2 separate regions of the Gossypium hirsutum genome follow, and region 2 is linked to region 1. The links are chromatin contacts, called in public Hi-C maps. All regions are on one chromosome and are shown on one strand. Each heading gives the region's core, a stretch centred on a gene start, on an enhancer-like site or on the middle of the called end of the contact. The rest is flanking DNA. Distances are from core to core; before and after follow the strand shown. Region 1 holds the start of LOC107887734 (E3 ubiquitin-protein ligase ATL6). Region 2 has its middle 20 kb from the start of LOC107887718.

Evidence for each region. A called contact is a pair of places that touch in the nucleus more often than the background predicts.
Region 2: a contact with region 1 is called in a Hi-C map of leaf, with 2.8 times the contacts expected there. The contact joins the enhancer-like site here to the promoter of LOC107887734 in region 1. A contact is called at or near these places in 4 of 34 Hi-C or Micro-C datasets (anther, callus, leaf and 1 more).

The regions. Positions count from the first base shown.
Region 1 is chrA11:111,534,455-111,537,724 of Gossypium_hirsutum_v2.1, reverse strand. LOC107887734 (E3 ubiquitin-protein ligase ATL6) reads right to left here and starts at 1,680. Exons shown (of 1, transcript XM_016811969.2): 1 at 101-1,680. The coding sequence starts at 1,616. The coding sequence ends at 234.
Region 2 is chrA11:111,609,793-111,613,062 of Gossypium_hirsutum_v2.1, reverse strand. No RefSeq gene overlaps it. Among protein-coding and RNA genes, the nearest start is that of LOC107887718, 20 kb to the right of the region's middle. Within about 2 kb of position 1,727, at least 1 of the 9 cell types and tissues checked has an H3K27ac peak or open chromatin away from gene starts, as enhancers often do. A contact at or near this core is called in leaf, where this site is marked.

The DNA of each region.
Region 1 (3,270 bases), core at 431-2,930:
GGTAAATAAATAAAATATAAATTTAGAAACCTCATCTTCCTAATGACTTGGTCTACCATATTTGTGATTTTTAATGTTTTATATGCCCTAGAAAACCAAATTAAAATCAATAAACCAAAATTTGATTAATAATAAAGAAATCATTTGCATAGACAATGTACATATCTACACAAAGCACGTGGCTTTTAAGTTATAATATAGCAATTGATAAATTATTAAGATAAATAAACCCTTTAAACCGGAGGACGGCTTGAGTTAGCCATTGCTCCAACCGGCAAATTACTTGAGGTCCCTTCACCATCATGCGCAGCGACTTTTAGTGATTTCACGGAAGATGCTCTATTAAAAAAAGGTGGCGTCATACTAAAAACCCACCTGTCCGATTTGGCACCACGGTCCAGTTTCCCTCTATTACTCCCTCCATCTTCTGATGCTCGGTACCCTCGGCGTGAACTCCTTTCCCTGGGCAACACTAAGCTTGTCGCCCGATTCAACTTTCGGTTCATTAATTGTTTCCGAACATCAACTGGTAATCGTAAAGTGAATCGATCTGTATTCTCCCCCGGTTGGACCAAAGAATGTCCGGTCGAGTGAGATCGCAAGAAAGAAAGTTTACGTGGACGGCCAGATCTTGATCCACGTGTACGGTTCCTATTTAAAGTTACATTCAAATTATTCACTTCAACCTCCGAAGCCACTTGAGCCTCTACCTGACAATTAACAGCGTTGTTATTTATGCTCCTTTCTTCTTCCGGTTCTGAGTTACTGCCATTGTTCTGAGCCTCAAGGTCTAACTCGACGGCAGTGTTATTTAATGCAGTGAGTTGACTCACGGGGTCACCTGGTTGAGGAACGAGATTGGCTCTACAAACGGGGCAAGTGGTATGAGAAGCTAACCAAGCGTCGATACATTCAGGGTGGAAAACATGGTCGCATTTGGGTATCAAACGCAGCGTTTCGTCGTCTTCGAATTCGTTCAAGCAAACCGCGCACTCCAAAGCTCCCTTGCCGATCTTATGACCCTTAACTTCGGAGTAAACCATGATAGGGAAAGTTTCGATCACCGACGCGTCCAGCCCACGCGTGCCGCGCAATGAACGCCCGGCGACGGGGCGGATGCTCTGTCTGTTGGTGTACACGTCGGAACAATTCCGAATATAAATGGCGAAAAGACCCACGAAGAACAAAGCGGCGATCAAAACGACGATGATTACGGCCATGGAAGGGCTGAAACGAGCGTAATTTTCTTCGTCTTGGTTGAAGTTCTGTGCGAAGGACGGCGGCGGGGAGAGGAGCAGGAAGAGCAAGAAGAAAAGCGAGAAGACTCCATGGTGGGTGGTGTACGACATGGTGAGGAAAGGAGCATTGGAGAGGGATGAGAGAGTGAGAGAAAAACAAGGCAGTGGGGTTTTAAATGAGAGGAAGAAGAAGAAGAAAAAGGGGTGGGTCCAATTCCAAATATGGAGTTGATTTCTACGGTGTTTCATTGAGGGCAGCCACAATGGAAGGGATGGCTGAGTCATTTGTTTGACGATGGAGGAAGCTTCCCAAGTAAAAGTAGACTTTTGCGATTTTCTTTTTTCAATAAAAATCCAGATAATTTTTTTTTTTACCATTTATTTTGAGTTGTTTTTAGTCGGTTCAAACTTCAAAGGCATCATGGCATTGGTTTCCAGTTAGATTCTAAGGAAGGCCGCAAGAAATTGCTGGGGTTAGGCCTTTTTTTTATAAAGCAAATTTGTGATTCTTTCGAATCTGATTTTAAAAAGAAAAAAAGTAAAAATAATCATGCAAGCAGATTTAAAAAGTTTCAAGGTAAGTCCAAATTAATGATTCTAAATATAAAGATTACCTTCCTTCTTCAAATCTAAAATTGAAAAAATTTTATTCATGAAAACAATCAACCTTTTTACTAAAGTTTTAATATAAAAATAAACTTATAGACATCTTATTTTCAGTATCATGCTACATGTACATGGATTAGATTATTTAATTTAAAAGTTCGCTTAAAAAATAAGAGAATTTAAGTAAAAATATAAGCTTGAACCGGTCATAACTCGGGCAAACTTTTTTTAGACCGTCTAAACTCGAATATTTTAAGCAAATCCAAATGGCTTACAAGAAAATTCAGAGTATAGATTGAAAAAGCAAGCCATAAGCTGAGGTTTTATACATTGAACAAGTCAAGTCACCCAACATTTTGATTTGACTGAAAAAATAAATATTTTCTTTTTCTTCTTTTCTTTTCACATTTTAATAAATTTATTTATTATCAAAATTCACATGAATTGAATGTTTTCAATTTCTCATTCTTTTTTCTAAAAAATTAGTGTATATAATCTAATAAAAAATGGTTTGTCATTTCAACTTATTACACAATTTTCCTTATCCATATAATATAAAATAAAATCTACTGACACAAGATTGAAATTTTGAAACTTTATAAACATACAAAGAATAAATTTCAACAAATTGAAATAGAGAAATTAAATATGTAAGATCCAAGAAAAATGGTATAATTTCAACCGTAAAATAAATGTCAATATTGGTATTCATTATTATTCAGCCACTATTCGATTATTTGTTTGAGTCTTGATTCGTACATTATGTTGTTCGTACTTTGAGTTTGCATGTGAGGTATTCACATATCTTTCTATAGACAATAGGATGTGGGTTTGCACTACCATGTAGGTAAACTTATATTGTGCGAACCCATATCTAGAAAACACGTGTTAACCCTAGAGTAGAGTACGTGACGGCATACATGAGAACCTACTTACGAAATCACATTTATGAACAATAACTATATCATATAAATACATGATTTAATCTCTTTCGAAAGACACACACTCTGAAATACTCAACAAATATAAAAAATAATATTTAAAAGTTCTAATCTATTTAAAATAATAAAATAATCTTTAGAGTTCAACCTAAACAAATAAATTATTCCATTAGAATATGAAGCAATTCATAAAATATGTTAAATCATGTAATTTTTTTCAATTTAGCATTTGAAATTTCAATTTTCATATATGTTCTAAATTCTTAATAATATATATTACTACAAGTCAAGCAATCTAGAGAAAGTTATAGTGTTTTGTATATAGGTGAATGCACCTATAAATTCACTCTAGGTATTAGATTAAAGGGTAAAATATAAAAATAGTTATTTTTGTTTGTTTCAGATTACATTTTAGTCATTTATGTTTGAAATATAATGTTTTAGTCATTTACATTATCGTTTTGTTACGAAGTGATCACTCTGTA
Region 2 (3,270 bases), core at 478-2,977, 75 kb before region 1:
TTTAAAAAAAATTGGCAAAATGATTTATTTAGTCTTTCAATTTTATAAAAAAATTATTTTAACCATTTATTTAATTTTTTGTTTATTTTAGTCAATAGATAAAATATGAATATCTGTTAACTTTATTGATATGACATCTAATTAATTAATTTTTAAAAATTAATTTTAAAAAATAAAAATTTATTTCTAACGTAACATACAAGTCAAAATTTAAGGTGACTTAATAAGTTCAAAAACTAAAATAATTTTAATATAAATTGCAATAATTCTTGTAATTCATTTTTACCAGATAACTGTTTATCTTTTAATAAGATACCATAATAACTTTCACATCTCATTAGAAAGTAGATTGAAAAAAGTATAAATTTTCTATTAAAAATTGATTAATCAATGTAAATTACTTTTTAATCCATAATTGCTGGTAACACCTTCTCCTTGTAGGTCCATACAATTTATGTTTTTCATCTATTAACCCTTACTAATGAAATAATAACTTTACTCAAATCAAATCATACAACATGAGGAATTTGATTACTATTTTAGGTTTCCTGATGAATAATTTACAAAATTATTAAGGTAGTGATTGGGAATTGAGATTTAGATTTGAAGATTTTAGCTTTGAAATTTATGATTTATGAATTTATCATTTTCAAATTCTTTGTTTGAGAATTAAAATATTCGGAATTCAAGATTTTGAGTTATTCCAAATTTATTATTTGGATGATTCAAAATTAGATTTGGATTTCAACTAATTCTAAGTTTCAAAAATATTGCTTTTTTTAAAAAAAAAATTAATTACTTAGGAGGATTTTGAACATTGTTGTTTGAATTAGATTGGACAAATTGGTTGGACTGGGAACTAATCAGGATATTGATATGGAGAAAGATAGTAAATTAGTTGACACGTTAACCGGTATAAACTGGTTGATTGGACGAACCGATTTTTTAAAATATTTTTATTTTTATGAATTTTTTAATAATTTGTTTAATGGAATTGGATGAATCAGTCGAATTGATTGAACCAGTAAGACCAGCGAACCGTTGGCCAAATTATGGAAATTATAAGTTAAAAGTTAGGGGTTTATAAATTAGAATTGTGGAAATTATGGAATAAATGAAAATTTTGAATATTTATACTATATTAAATTAAATGCATGAAGCTTCGTCATTGTTTTCAGAACTGGATAGGATCAAATTGATTGGATCAGGAATCGGTCGAGGTATCAATTCGAAATAAGGGGTCAAATTGGTTGACTCGTGAACTGGCCAAATCATGGGTTAAACCAATTTTATCTGAATTTAATTTTTTAATAATTTATTGAATCAAACCGATTGGATCAACCAACTCGGTTGAGTCAGAAGTCGGTGGTTTGACCGGTTCACCTATCGATCCAATTCTAAAAACCTTGAGCTTTGTTGATAATATACTATAAATAAATCATCTATTCTTTAGGTTTTGAAGGACTTGTGAAAGAAGAAAGAACAAAAAAAGCTTTCCATATTTTTTTAATCAATCTTAAATTTTGAAAATTTCAAATTTTAAAATGGATTTTGAAATTCAAAATTTTACTCGTATGAAATTGGATTCGGATTTGCCGAAATCTAAATCCGACTTTTTTATTTGTTATCCAAATAATGAATTTACGATATAGTCCTTGCTTCCTTCAAGTATAACTCTACTCTTTTAAGGTTTCCTTTCTCCTTTTTATACTTAGGTCTCCTCTTAAGACTGGGCTTTTGGGCCGTATATATTTACAATGATCTCAAAAGAGTCCTTCAAGTAAATGCACCAACCTTCAACCTTTTGAACAATCTAAACATTTGTTACTATCAAAACTGATTTTCTTGCATTTTACCTTTTATTAAAAAATAATATTTCTGTCGATTGAGTTTTAACTTATTAATATGTGCATGCTTTAATGCAGGAGTATGTGATTTTGAGTGCGCTGAAGCATATTATTCTCTTATTTATGGGTTAGGGAGTGATTATAGATAATTTTAAATATTATATGAAAAAAAAGCAAATACGATGAAATTCATTACTATTAAAATCTCTTTTCTAGTTTTCAATCATTAGTCCGTCTACGGTCACATAAAATGATAAATTCTAAAAATAAAATAAATCTAATTGTTGTGCAGGTTCTGGGTTTCAGCTTGGCAAATCTGTAATGCTGATGACCGATCATCAAGAGTGAGTTAGAAGAAGAATTGGCTCACCTCAACGCTTTCTCGCTAAAAATATTATGAAGGTTGGTATACTATAAATAGAATTATATTTTGTCTTTTCTACTAAAAATTGAGTAAGAGTAAACTGATAATTTTACAAAAAATTTCATCAATTTTTATTGTTAAACAATGGTGTAGAGCAATCAAACATATGTTGTGTCACGTGTATATCATACTGATGTAGCATTTTATCATGTTAATAAATATTTAAATTTTAAAAGAAAGGATGAATAGTTGGTACAATAGTAGTTTATTTTTTTATTCCACAAGCACTCTTACAAAATTAGCGTATGTCTTTTTTTTTTATATTCATCTTTTTGATATTTTACTATATCATTATATAACACTTGTCAATCCGTAATATTTTTGTGAAATTTTTAGACTTTACAGTAAATGTAGCAAATAGCTTCACTTTAAAAACAATCTAAAGTAAATAATACTTTAATCATTTACTTAGAAAACCATGAAATATAAAAATATAAAATATTATAAAAAATTAATTAATACTATAAAAATATTAATAATAAAATGATTAAAAACAACCTAAATTTGTCGAGGATTACGTCCTTTACAATAATTTTTTTTATAGTTTCTTATGGTTCTTAATGCTTTTAAATATTTTTCTATTTTATATAATTATTTGAAAAACTATATCTATATTATCCTAAATGTGGTTAAATAATTATAAAAAAATATTTAGGAGTTTTTTAAAAATATTACACAACAACATTATGTATACGTAGCACATCACGGGCCACTATTTGATTGCTCTGTCAGTACTTAATTGTTTTTAAGAGAATGATTAATTTACTCTTTGATCTAAATATATAAAAATTAATTTACCAATTTCTTAAATAAAAAATAAAAAAATATGACATTTTAATATAAAAACTTTCACAATACTTTTACAACTTATTTACATAAAAAAGATAGAAAAGCATTGGTAAAAGCTTTTTGTTGTATTTTATGGTCGAACTTTGTATTTTGATGCTACCCCAATGGGCCTTGCCTCGACTTTAATCTTGCAATATTTCATTTTCCTTC